2 separate regions of the Macaca mulatta genome follow, and region 1 is linked to region 2. Evidence: chromatin contacts called from public Hi-C data. All regions are on one chromosome and are shown on one strand. The core of a region is the stretch at or near the end of the contact, and the rest is flanking DNA. Distances in the headings are between cores, read along the strand shown. Region 1 overlaps LOC114672343 (a long non-coding RNA gene). Region 2 holds the start of SBF2 (SET binding factor 2).

Region 1 (6,552 bases), core at 3,524-6,023, 540 kb before region 2:
TGGACTGATCTGTAGACAGATGATTAGAAGTATAAGTGATCAGCCAAGCACAGTGGCTCATACCTGTAATCCCAGCACTTTGGGAGGCCGAGGTAGGTGGATCACCTGAGGTCAGGAGTTTGAGACCAGCCTGATCAACATGGTGAAACCCCCTGTCTTTACTAAAAATACAAAATTAGCCAGGCATGGTGGTGCATGCCTATAATCCCACTTACTCAGGAGGCTGAGGCAGGAGAATCGCTTGAACCCGGGAGGCGGAGGTTGCAGTGAGCTGAGATTGAGCCATTGTATGCCAGCCTGGGCAACAAGAGTGAAACTCTGTCTCAAAAAAAAAAAAAAAAAAAAAAAAGGGGAAAAAAATGAAGTATAAATGATTAGGAGGGCATGTGGGGATGGAGAGATGGGTGGATGGATGGTTGGAAGGACACTGCTCAAGTCAAGGTTGTTTTTGTTGCAAGGAACAAAGAAAACTCCAGTGTTTTTAAGAATGAGGGGTACAATTGTGAGAATACAATGGACAACCTTGCAGAGAGCACTGACATTCAGGCCTTGTGAGATTGGAACTGGAAAGTCAGGAACAGTGGCTCTTCTCTCCATCTCCCGAGGACCTCAAGGTTCCTCTCTTTCCCACATTTCTCTGTACTCATTCCTGTCTCAGCAGTCTCCCTCTGCTCGATTTTCCTCCTCATGGTCTACTCTCAGCCACTCTTACTCATTCCTTCCACAAGTTTTTACCAAGTGCTTATTTATGTGACTCTTTGTACCTCAACAAAGCTCCTACGTGTTGAAAAATAGCAAGCAAAACAAAGTTGCTGCATTTATGAAGCATACTTTCTAATGAGGAGAGAGAGAGAGTAGGCAGTTATATGTGAGCTGACGTTAAATGCTATGGGAAAAATAAAGCAGGGAGCAGTTTGGGGAGGGGTTGGGTTTCTGCTGCATGTAGGATACTCAGAGAGGGTGTCCCTGATATGGTCATATTTGAGCAGAAATCTGAAGAAATTGAGGGAGTGAGCCGTGAAGATATCTGGGGGAAGAATGCTCTAGGAAGAGGGCATGGCAAGTGCAGTGGTCCTGAGGTGGGAACTCTGTGGCACTGTGTGAGGAACATCAGTAAGGATGGTGTGGCTGATGTTGTGTGAACATGGGGAGGATAGTGGAAGATGAGGTCAGACGGGTAGCAGGACAGATCATGAAGTGTGTTACAAGCCATTGTGAGGACTTAGACTTTTACTGTAAGAAGGAGGGGAGGCATTGGAGGATATTGAACAGAGAAATGACATGATCTTAGATTTTAAAAAGGACCTCTCTGGCTACTGTGATGAGAATAGACTGAAAGGGACAAGGCGGGAAAGGGAGACAAACAGGGAGACCACTTAGGAGGCGACTGCAGAAATCCAGGTGAGAGATGTTGGTAGTTTGGACCAGGGTGGCAGTGGTGAGGGCAGTGATAAGTGGTCCAGTTTAGGATTGATTTTGAAGGTAATCAGGATTTGCTGATGGATGGGATATGGTGAGGTGGCCCTGCTCCAATCAGCTGTGGACAGGGAGGATATGTGGTATAGTGTGGTCATCTAGCTCCACCCTCCAGCAGAGGCAGCTTGACGTTTGTCTTGGATAATGAGGGCTAAATGCAGGGTTGCAGAGTCACGCCCGCAGCACAGTTGTTTCTGTCTGAGCTATAAGGTCACTCTAAATCCCACTCTTTCAAAGCAGACATATTCAGCAGGCTTCATTGAAAACTGCTTACCATTGTTAGGATAGAACTGGAGCTTGAAGTGACCTGACTTCTCAGTGATACCAAACATTCATACTCTCCAAGGAAGAGAATGAAGGAAGAGAATGTTTATGACTGGCTAAGTCTGTCACCATTCAGTACAGACAACCTCCTTTGGGCAGAGTTTTATGGCAAGCTATTGAAGTTATATATGTACACATATGTGTGACAGATCTATATCTATAGAATATATCATATCTCTATGTAATACTTAAGCTACTGTGTGTGTGTGTGTGTATATATATATATATTAAGATTATACACATACAAACACAGTTGCCTTTAGTTGAGGAACCCCAAGAACCTGCCCCTTGTCCAGTCAGGGTTGCTGCCCAGAGAAATAGAACTGATTTCACTTAATACACATGATATGATCCTGAAACTTTAAGCAGAAAGAAATGTTTATGTCCATTTTCCTTAGAAAGGGGAGGTGGGTGTGGTGGGTACCAGAGCTTAGATATTCTTTTGTGTCATAAATGAGTTGTGAAGATAGTGAGTAGATGTTTGTAACATAAATAAAGAAATATTTAGAATGATGACTATTTAGGCTGATGATAGACTAGATTACATGAGATTAGATAGATAGGCACAGGTGGCTGGACAGAATGCGAACGTGGATTGTTGATAGCTAGTTCTCTGTGAGCCAGGAAGCAGGCTCTCACCAGACACCAGATCTGCTAGTGCCTTGATCTTGAACTTTCCAACCTTCAGAATGGCAAGAAATACATTTCTGTTGCTTATAAGCCACCCAGTCTGTGGATGTCCTGTTATATAGCAGCTCAGACTGACTAAGACAGATGGTTGAATTGCACTGAGAAATGGACAGTTGGATGATGGCTGTTTAGATTGGTAGATGTCTGAATTTTAGGTTACTGGACGGACAGCAAATGGAGGGATGAAAGGCTTGATACCTTAGAGAAGTGGTGCCTCAAAGTCACTTGGAAACTTTGTTATACACACACTGCTGGACTCTACCTCCAGAGTTTTTGATTTGATAGATCTGTGGTGGGGCCTCAGAGTTTGCATTTCCAACTAGTTTCTAGGTAATGCTGATACTCCCAGTCTAGAGGCCATCCTCTGAGAACCACTGCCCTGTGGTATGCCTGGGAGTGTCCTATGCCAGTAGAGCCAACATGGTATTGCCAAGCTGGAATGGAGGCATCTGGGGACCCTGGACTTAGAGATACCATCCAGCAGGGCTCCAGGCATCCTGTCACTGGCAATGGGCTCAATGTCCACAATAGGCCTAGAGGCCCATGGCTCTTCTCCCAGGGATGTAGCACCCTTGTTTAGGACATCACGGCCCACCATGGTCTGTCCGATCATCTCTAACTCCTGCCATCCTCAACTAGGGTTGAATAGGGTCCATAAGGTACATGTACTTGGCCATCCAACGGTGCTGGCCTTGGCTGTGGGGCATATAGAGCACTCAGAGGCAGTGCCACAGCCAGCCTAGTGCCCAGGAGCCAGCTTCAAAGGATTGGAGATGTTCCCTCTGAGCCCTACCCTGCTGAGGGGCCCTGGCAAGCCCTCCTGCTTTGTCAAAAACACTTTTATGTTTGTTGTCCTTGTTTTCTCAGGCATTGTCAGTCTCTCATCTGAACAAGATTCTGCTTATCAACATTTAAACATGTTTGAATCTCACTTACCTTAAAAAACAACAAAAGCCCCTTTCTTCGACTCCTTGTCTTACTGCAGCTACTGCCCCACCCTCCTCTCACCCACAGTCAAACGTCTCCAGAGCACTGTCTCTTTCCTCACACCTCACGTGCCTCCTGTCGGTGACAGTCTGGCCTCTCCCTGCTTCACTTCACCGAAACAGCACTCCCTAAAACACTGGTGAGGTGACCTTCAGGACACTAAATCCAAAGTGCATTTTACATTCTCCTCTTTTTTTTAGATTTTCCAGCAGCATCCGAACATTCTCTTCCTTCTTGAAACACTCTTCTCCATTCATTGCAAGGCACAATATGCTTATGGTTCTTCCTATATCTTCGGCTGCTCTTTCTCTGTTCACCCTCTATTCCAGGTTTTTCCTCCTTTACCTGGCCATTGAACATTAGTGTCCTTAAGGCACAGGCTGGGCTCTTTTCTTACTTAATACTCTTCCTTCTTGGCAGTTTTATCCATGTCCTTACCTACCATCTACTTTTCTCCCTCCCAAATAAGTATCTTCAGCTTATTCCTCTCTGGATATCCATGTGCTCAGCCTCTTCACTGGGACAGCTCAAAGGCGCCTCAGCCTCTAACTAAGGCCAAACAGGATATTTTCCCTCCTCAACCCAACCCTGGTCATCCTTTGGTGTTCACCATCTCAGGGAAAGATACCACCATCCATTCAGCTGGGCAACTCGGAAACCTAGCAGGCCCTTTGACACCTGTGTCCCTCAGCCTTCATGGCCAGACCATCACCAGTATCTCTCCATCTTACTTCCTAAATATGTCTCCAGTCTATAGTTTTTGTCATCTTCACCATCCCATCCTAGTCCAAACCATCTCTTCCCTGAAACATCACAGTTGCATCTGAGGTGGTCTCTCCACTGCCCCTCTTGTGTCCCTCCAACCCATTCTCCATGTTGCAGCCACTCTGCATGTGGGTTCCCTCTCACAGCTCGGAGATGGGGAGATGAATCGCCTGGGGGTAGGCCCTGCTCAGGGTCATGGCAGGGGCTGGGCCTCAGGCTTCCCTGCACCACTCTTAGCCAGGGCCCTTTCCAGGACAGGAAGGCAGGCCCACACGTAGGCTGGAGGCCCCACTAGACACACAGCTCAGCCAGGCCTCCAGGGAATGGAGAAGAGGCTTTGAAATTTGCAGTATCAAGTTTCAGAAAACACAGGGTCAGGGTCAGCAGAGCAGCTGGTAGTGGGGAAGGCCAGGCCCAGCTAATTTCCTGTCAGAAGGGCCCAGAGGCTCCAGCCCCTCTCTGGGCTGGCCACAGGGGAGGAGATGCCGGGAATGGTTCACATTCTTCTGGCTGAGGCTGCACTGAACCTCGGGGGACCTGTGGGGAGTGAGGAGGTGGATCTGCTGAGGCCAGAGTTGGGGGCTTTCCGTAGGGACCAGGCATCTGTTGTTCAACTCTTAGGCTTGGATGAGGCCAGGGACTGCAGAGGAGATGCAAAAAGACCATTGCAGCTGTGAGAGCTGTAGGATAAATAAGCCTAACTTCACGTTTTACAGATGAGGAAATAGGCTCAGACAGGGCCAGATCCTCACCAGGATCCTGCAGAGTATCTCATTCTAAGCCCTGAGCTCTCTGTTTCTAATTGCCCAGGTCTGGATTTCCTGGAAGGCCCAGCTATGGCTGAGCTGTGTGACAGTGGGGACGTGCTGAACTGGGCTGGGCCTGGGCTTCTCCTGCTCACCTACAGACTAGGAGATGCACTTCTTAGGTGCTCTAGCTGTGGGGTGGGTGGCCACGGTGTGGAGTGGGTATGAGAGGGCTAAGTTAGCTGTGGGGCCATTCCGCCTCTCCTTGGAGGGCCCAAGGTCATTCTACCCACAAAGAGAACTTTTTGTCCTGGTCCATTGTCTAAGAGAGTGAGGCAGTCCTGGCTTTGAATGGCCCTGTAAGTGGCCTGGCCAGGCTGGGTGTGACATAGAGGTCAGAGGTCCCCTGGATTCTTAATTCTCTGGTGCCAAGACTGGCCTGGTTGACCTGTTGGGACTGGGGAGAAGAGCACAGGATGTAGTCAGACAAGCCTGGGTTCAAATCCCAGTTCCATCAGGCACTGCTCTGTGGCCTTGGACAAGGTCATTTAACCTCTTGAAATCATGGACTCCTCAGCTGTTAAAATGGGGAGGGGCTACTTAACTTCTTTCTCTAAGCCAAGAAGATGTGTGATTGGTGTGTGTGTGTGTGACGTGGGGAACCCCTCCCAGATTCAGGAAGTGCTGCACATACCCTCTCTACCAGCTGACTCCTCCCCAAGGAAGCATATGCCTGCTGCTGAAGTCAGCACCAGGGCCTGCATGCCCCCAGCCTGGTTATCCTTTCTTTACGCCTGGCACTTGACTCTGAGACTGGGGCCATTCTTAGATGTCCCAGCCATCAACCTGACAGTCTTTAACTGCTCCCTCTCCCTTTATCCCCTCTGTCCCCATCAGTTAGGCCCTACATCCTACAGATACCACCTCAGGCATGTCTCTGGAGCTCCCATGTCTATCCAGCCCAACTGCCTTCTCAGGTTGGGATAATTACAGCAGCTGCTCACTGGCCTGCCTTCCTCCCAGTCCCCCTTTGCCATCCTCACCAGGGAGATCTTTCTAAAATACACATCACAAACCTGACTTAACTTCTTTTCCTTGCTCCTCCTGATTTCACCTTTGCCCAGTGATCTTATTCTTTAATACTCAGCCGAAATGTCATGTACTCATGTCTCTTACCCCAAGGCTGGGCTATGAGCTCCTCCTATCTTTCTGCAGGCTCCTACTTGCTCTCACCCTATCATAGCTCTGGTTACACCAGAAATCATATCTTGGATAGTAGCTTATTTTACTTGGGGTCCAAAGTATCCAGGAGCAGGCATTAACACAGAAGAAGCATCAATAAATGTATGTTGAATGAATGAAAATGGACAGACAAATGCATGGGAAGATGGACACACTGGTTTTGGGTGACCAGCTCATTCATAATAGGTTCCATCATACAGCTGTGAGGGGAGAGACTGAGATTTGGGAGAACATGTGCAAGGTCAGGGCTTACCCTGACACCTTACAAACTAAAATGCTGGGCAGGTAAATGATTTCCAGCTGCCCCCCAACTGGTGAGTCT
Region 2 (6,777 bases), core at 637-3,136:
TTTATAATCTGACCTTTCAAAATTCTGGAGCACAAAAAAAAGTAGATCTTCATTAAGGGTTTTTTTTTTCTTTTTCTTTCTCTTTTCTTGCCAGAAACTTTAAAGATGTTTCTTCCTCCACTTCCTTCCTTCCTTGTACTGTCCTTGCTCAATGTGAATCTACAATCACTGCCACTTGAATGAATGCAACTTATGTTAACAAATCCCCAGGATCAGAACTCCCACTGCAGCATTTCCTTCTCCATAGAACCATTGAATCAGAAATGCATTCTAGTGATTTTTTTGTCGTTAACGATGATTAATTTGCAAATTTGAGATTTCACGAGAAAAAACATAGATGCCCAGATTTAACAAATTCCTTATCTTTTTTCGACTTAAACCCACGACGCTTTGGGGAGTACTCTGGCCCCTGCAAGTGGGGAGCGTGCACACACACACACACACCCCCCTCCAAGATAGGGGCTTTCTAGCAAAATCCTTTGAGCTGCCAATCCAAGATTTTACTTAAAGAAAGAATTGACTTAGTTCTCAAGTGACAGATCTCTAAGTGCCAGAGCGACAAAGTGCACCAGGCTGATAAGGTGCGTGCAAAGACTCTCAGGTGGGAATTCTTGGCACAGTCACAACGTTGCTGGCCTAGGCACCTGAGGCTGGCAGAGCCTAGCCTCTGAGTCTCCCTCCACTCCTGGGCTTGCTTTCCTTTTTGAAGCCGCCTGCAGCTCAAAGAGGTGTTTGAACCAAGAGCACTCGCTTCGCGATCCTCCTGGCAGAGCGACAGCTCAGTTTCCCCTACGGAATCACGGGCTTTTCTAAAGGGCAGGGAGGTACAGTCGCAGAGTTCTCTGGAGAACAAACACCCCCGCCCCGCCCCACCCCCCCAGGACTGGTGGAGACTGGAAGGAACGAGTCCAGACCACGGGACCTTCCCTGGCTGTGGGCCGACGCCTAGCTGTCCTTGACCTCTCCAGCAGTCAGAGGCGCGCGCGGGAGAAATGAAAGTAAAACCTGTCCTGGCGTGGACCCAAGTGGAAAGTGGCGACAAGTAGGTCGCATCCTCAGAGAGACTGATAGCCAGTCCTGGATCGGTGGGAAGAGCTTGATTGGCAGAGGATAAGTGAAAGGAAAAGGAAATGGGAGACAAGGAAGAAGAACAATAGTTAGGCTGGGGAGGCTCCTGGTCATCCAGCAGGCGTGCAGTAATAGCTGCTGTCTGCGGTGCAGACGGACTAGCCGCCCGGCCAGGCCGCTGCGGTGACCGCCCTGCGCCCAGCCAGGCGGTCGGATCCCGACCAGTGCTCCGTGCTACACTCCTCGAACCCCCTGCGTCCTAACCCCTTACTAGGGCCAGGGTCAGGGCCCAGAATTTGTCCTCCGTCTTCAGACGGAATTCAGGTCCGCTCAGGTGGCTTCTTCCAGGAAGAGTCCTTAAAATAAACAACCTCGGCGCGGCCATTTCTTCCCCAGGTGCAATGTCCACTGTAGAGTCCCGAGAGTGAAAAGGCGGCTGAGCCAGCGGTGCGCGGCCCAGACAGACCACTCTGGGCAAGGTCCACGAGACCCACCGCCCAGCCGCCTTTGCACCGGAGCTCAGAGCCATATGGCAGAGTAGGAAAGAAGCTTAAAGGTCTGCTGAGGACCGGCTCTAAGATGGGGACACGAGAGATGGGACGTGACTCGCCCACCTTCACACAGCGAATTGCCGGGAGGTGAGGACCAGAAGCCTCTTTGGCTAGTGGTCTTGCACCCTTGGCCTCTCCGTCGAGTCGCTGGGCTTCAGGACATTCGAGTAGAGGAGTGGTTTGTAGGACCCCAGAAACCCACAAGCAAGAAGCAGGAAGCCTCGTGGCTTAGCCTTTCCTTCCCAGTTTGGCCCCCAGGAGAGAAGTAAGAAAGAGCAGAAGCTGTGATGGAAGAGCACAAACGGGTGACAAACGTGTTTAGCGTGATTCATCATGAACAGGCACAAATTCTTTGGGCGGGGGCTAGGACTCTCCTTTCCCCCTTGAGAAGACGGTGACCCCAGCCTAGAGGAATCTACACCGCGCCCCAGTCGGCCGTGCTTGCGTGTCGGGCCGAGTAGGGACTCTGCTGCTTCCTACCTGCAAGGTGACTTCCCCTCTCTGCAGATACCTCCCCTTTCTGAGCTTGAATTTTCTACCTGCTGAAATGGGAAAAGTAATGTTACCTTCCTTGCCTGACTCAAGGGTGGGTGTGAAGCTCAAAGTAGACTGGGATGTGGCCGTGCTTGGTAAACTGTAAAATGATTAGCATACGTGAAGCGTTAGTGTGCTCCCTGGCAGTCAGTCCTCACGTTTACGATGGATGAATGAAGGCAGCCAGGCGCACTCTCAGGTTATGACCTTATAAGGCATAATAGGATTACAAGGAGGCAAAATGAAACAGTATATTTCCTCCTAATTTTGGTTATTCCTATGTTTCCAAATAGAAATGTAAATTCTGAAATTTCAGATAATTCCCCCCTCCAAATCCCAATTCTCAATTTAGCTTTTCTGAGCTTTGTCCCTACTGTGAAATCTTACTAGCCCATCCCGAAACCCCGGGGTCTCGGTCCTCTGGGGTACTAGTGAGTCCTGCTCCTCTCGGCTCTGCTGGGTCCCTGCCCCAGCCCCTCCGCGGGAGCCTGGGGTCGCGGCCAGGTCAGGCGCCAAGCCGGCAGGGGGCGCGGTCCACTTGAGTCCACAGCTCCCCAGGTCCGGGTCTCGGGCCATCCGCGCGGTCCCTCCCGCGGGCTCTTGCTATTTTTCGCCAGGAGGCTTTGCACTCTGGGCTTCATAGGTCCTGGATAAGGACCTCAAGAGGTTGTAGTGGCGCCCCTTCGCCCCGGCGTACTGTCTGAACCCTGTGCCCAAAGAGTTAGGGCTGTGGCTGTTCCTGCACCAACCGCCCGGAGCCCATACCTAAGCCCTCTGGGCACCAGGGACCTCCTCTCCCCCCAACTCCCCCTCCCCCCGTCCAACCCCAGCCCCAAAGGAAGCAATGCGCGCGTCCGAGAGCAGGAGCGCGCGTGGCTTAGGAAAGAAAGGGAAGGCAACTGGGCAGCACAGGCCCCGCCCCGCCGCTCCCCCACCCGTGCGCTTATAAAGCACAGGAACCAGAGCTGGCCACTCAGTGGTTTCTTGGTGACACTAGATAGAAGAGCTTGAGCCTTGCCACTTCGGGCTTCTCACTGCAGCTGGGCTTGGACTTTGGGGTTTTGCCATTGCCAGTGGGACGTCTGAGACTTTCTCCTCCAAGTACTTGGCAGATCACTCTCTTAGCAGGTAGGTGCCGCAGACGCTGCGGGTTAAGAGGTGGAGTGGGGGCAGTGCTTGCCAAGGCCCTAAACTGGGAGATCTGGGTGAGGGGAGCAACCCACTTTGGGGGTTCTCTGAAGGATACACCCCATATCCTGGGCCCAGCTCGTGCACACAGCTGGAGATCCAGAGACCCAGTCCCCTATGCTCCGTCAGCCAAGTTCCAAGAAGTTGAGCAGAGACCCTCTGGGAGCCTGGCGGGGTGCAGCGGCCTCCCGTGCGGGGCCTGTCACCCGGCCGGCGCGTGCAAACGTCTCTGGCGCCTCTCTGCGCCGAGGGAGATAAGCGCCAGGGAAAGCGCGGGCTAAACCCGCCTCGCCGGGGCCCCTGCCCGCCCTTCGTGCCCCGCCCGGGTGGTGCAGCTGGCCCGGGTGCTCACGCTCGACTCTTTCTTCTTTTCCAGGGTCTGCGCTTCGCAGCGGGGATGAAGCTGGTTTCTGTCGCCCTGATGTACCTGGGTTCGCTCGCCTTCCTAGGCGCTGAAACCGCTCGGTTGGATGTCGCATCGCAGTTTCGAAAGAAGTGAGTCCGGGGCAAACCCCGTCCCCGGTCCTGGTACCTGGCAGGCAAGGGGAACTGACCGTTGGTCCCGAAGGTCTAGAAGTGAATGGGAGCAGGGACAGGCCAGGACATCGCCTGAACGCACGCGACTCTGTCTGCTTGTGTTTTCCAGGTGGAATAAGTGGGCTCTGAGTCGTGGGAAGAGGGAACTGCGGATGTCCAGCAGCTACCCCACTGGGCTCGCTGACGTGAAGGCTGGGCCTGCCCAGACTCTCATTCGGCCCCAGGACATGAAGGGTGCCTCTCCAAGCCCCGAAGACAGGTAACTACGCCCTGTGCTGTCCAGGGACGGGAGGGAAGGAAGGTGTGCGGGAGGAGCTCTCCGTCTCTACTCCCCTGGCCCGGGGGATCGTCGGGGCTGGACGCAGCTCAGATGGCGCGAGCAGTTTCCAGCTCCCTCTGGTCCTAGAATGGCTCCCGTTCCCGGTGTTGGGGCCAAAGCTCTGCTTGATGGGGTCTCAAGTTGCCTTTCTCTCCCCCTCCCCCGAAGCAGTCCGGATGCCCCCCGCATCCGAGTCAAGCGCTACCGCCAGAGCATGAACAACTTCCAGGGCCTCCGGAGCTTTGGCTGCCGCTTCGGGACATGCACGGTGCAGAAGCTGGCACACCAGATCTACCAGTTCACAGATAAGGACAAGGACAACGTCGCCCCCAGGAGCAAGATCAGCCCCCAGGGCTACGGCCGCCGGCGCCGGCGCTCCCTGCCTGAGGCCGGCCCGGGTCGGACTCTGATGTCTTCTAAGCCACAAGCACCTGGGGCTCCACCCCCGCCGAGTGGAAGTGCTCCCCACTTTCTTTAGGATTCAGGTGCCCATAGCACAACGAACAGTCGCGCAAACATCCCGCTGGTGCCTCCCGGGACGAAGGACTTCCCGAGCGGTGTGGGTACCGGGCTGTGACAGCCCTGCAGAGACCCCGAATCCGGGAAGCACCGTCCGGCGGCGATCTCTGGCTTTGCAAGGGCCCCTCCTTCTGGGGGCATCGCTTCCTTAGCCTTGCTCAGTGCGGGTGCCCCGTGGGGGCGGGATGCAGCAGAATCCGAGTGAGTGTTTGCCAGGCTTAAGGAGAGGAGAAAACTGAGAAATGAATGCTGAGACCCCCGGGGCAGGGGTCTGAGCCACAGCCGTATTCGCCCACAAACTGATTTCTCACGGCGTGTCACCCCACCAGGGCACAAGCCTCACTATTACTTGAACTTTCCAAAACCTAGAGAGGAAAAGTGCAATGTGTGTTGTACATATAGAGGTAACTATCAATATTTAAGTTTGTTGCTGTCAAGAGTTTTTTTGTAACTTCAAATATAGAGATATTTTTGTACGTTATATATTGTATTAAGGGCATTTTAAAAGCAATTATATTGTCCTCCTCCCCCTATTTTAAGACGTGAATGTCTCAGTGAGGTGTAAAGTTGCTCGCTGCGTGGAATGTGAGTGTGTTTGTGTTTGTGTGCATGAAAGAGAAAGACTGATTACCTCCTGTTTGGAAGAAGGAAACACCAAGTCTCTGTATAATCTATTTACATGAAATGGGTGATATGCGAACAGCAAACCAATAAACTGTCTCAATGCTGATTCATTCTCTCGGCTCGGCTCTCGCGTCTAGGGAGGGAGTGTGCCCTGGTCCCGGCCCGCCCAGGAGCCTTGGGGTCGCGCCGCCGGGCTTGGGAACGTGGGACGGCAGCGCGCGCAGGTGCTGGCTCTACTCTGAGCCGGCTGAGCTGTCACGAGCTCTGTTCTCTGCGTGGGGCGCGCAGAGCACGTGTCCTGGGTGCGAACCAGGGCTTCGCGGAGACGCCGGAGGTCACCGCCTGGCGTGGCGGCCAGGCCGGGCGGGGGTAGGGGGAGCCCTAGTGGGTTGGCAAGCCTGGACTTTCGGGTTGCGCAACGGAGTCCTAGATTTATAGGGTTGCTCACAGAACCCTGCGCGAAAGCGCGCTTCGAAAAGTTGGGGTGGTCTCTGAGGCCTTCTAAGAGAGGCGTTCCCCCTGCCTGCCGCGGCTGTTAAAGTTCCAAGGCGCCCCAGCAATGCGTTGGGACACCTGCGGAAAACCCAGTAACCGCCAGTAACCCCCAGTAACCCCGGGTCTGCCCGGGCCTGAGCGCCCGCGAACCGCGGGCTCATGGGCGAGGCTGTGGCGCCCCCTGCAGGCAGCTGAGACAGGCCCAGCGCCGCCAAGCAGTACGTGCGGTTTAATAAGTTCTGCTACGTGGGAGTCAGCACATAGCCTTAATGAAAGAAAGAAAAAAAAAAGAAAAAAAGAAACAGTTTGCAGATGCCATCCAGGGCCGTCCCCCTACACCCCCCAGACCTGCACCGTGGCTCCCTGTTCTGGGACAGTGACTCAGCGCCCACACGCTGCGCTGTGTGCAGCTGCCGGCTGGAGGCGGGCGGGACGGACGTGCCGCCGGAACCGTGAGCCTCCGACGGCCTGAGACCTTCATTGTTCCGCCTCCCCTAGCCGCTCACCTCTTCCTTCCTCCTTCCCAAGCCGTTTTTCATTTTTTTTCTTCACTTCTCTCCAGCCTTCCTCTCTCTCTCTTTCCTTCCTTCCTCCTTACTTTCTTTATATGCCTTATCTTCTAAGAAGGTTGATCCCAGTTCCGGCGATAGACAGACACTAAGCCCTCCTTGAGTGACTAGAAAGGCAGGGGACATGGGAATAGTTAGGACATAAGGGGAGAGTAAAGAGAAGGACCCCTGATTTTGATTTCAGGGTGCCCCGTTTGTCTCATCCAATATCCTAAGGACCCAAGATGGAGATCAGCTACTTGTCCTTTCCAAAAAGCTTCCCTGGCCTCAATGTCAGTGCTTGTAGGTGATCTCAGAAACCTTCCTGGTGAAGAAAACCTGAAGGTGAGTTTGGAGAATGGAAATGTTTCCAGGGTGGCCTACGGCCTTCTAG

What was found. Hi-C and Micro-C count contacts between places; a contact is called where the count stands out from the background.
Region 1: a contact with region 2 is called in a Hi-C map of fibroblasts, with 3 times the contacts expected there. The contact joins the enhancer-like site here to the promoter of SBF2 in region 2. A contact is called at or near these places in 6 of 14 Hi-C or Micro-C datasets (blood, cortical neurons, fetal cortex germinal zone and 3 more).

What each region holds. Positions count from the first base shown.
Region 1 is chr14:55,762,657-55,769,208 of T2T-MMU8v2.0, reverse strand. The region is part of intron 1 of LOC114672343 (a long non-coding RNA gene); the gene reads left to right. The region is part of intron 1 of LOC106993338 (a long non-coding RNA gene); the gene reads right to left. Among named protein-coding and RNA genes, the nearest start is that of SWAP70, 96 kb to the left of the region's middle. Within about 2 kb of position 4,773, at least 3 of the 40 cell types and tissues checked have an H3K27ac peak or open chromatin away from gene starts, as enhancers often do.
Region 2 is chr14:55,217,740-55,224,516 of T2T-MMU8v2.0, reverse strand. SBF2 (SET binding factor 2) reads right to left here and starts at 1,886. Exons shown (of 41, transcript XM_077963424.1): 1 at 1,340-1,886. ADM (adrenomedullin) reads left to right here and starts at 3,125. Exons shown (of 4, transcript XM_015114882.3): 1 at 3,125-3,281; 2 at 3,718-3,836; 3 at 3,988-4,137; 4 at 4,369-5,446. The coding sequence starts at 3,739. The coding sequence ends at 4,675.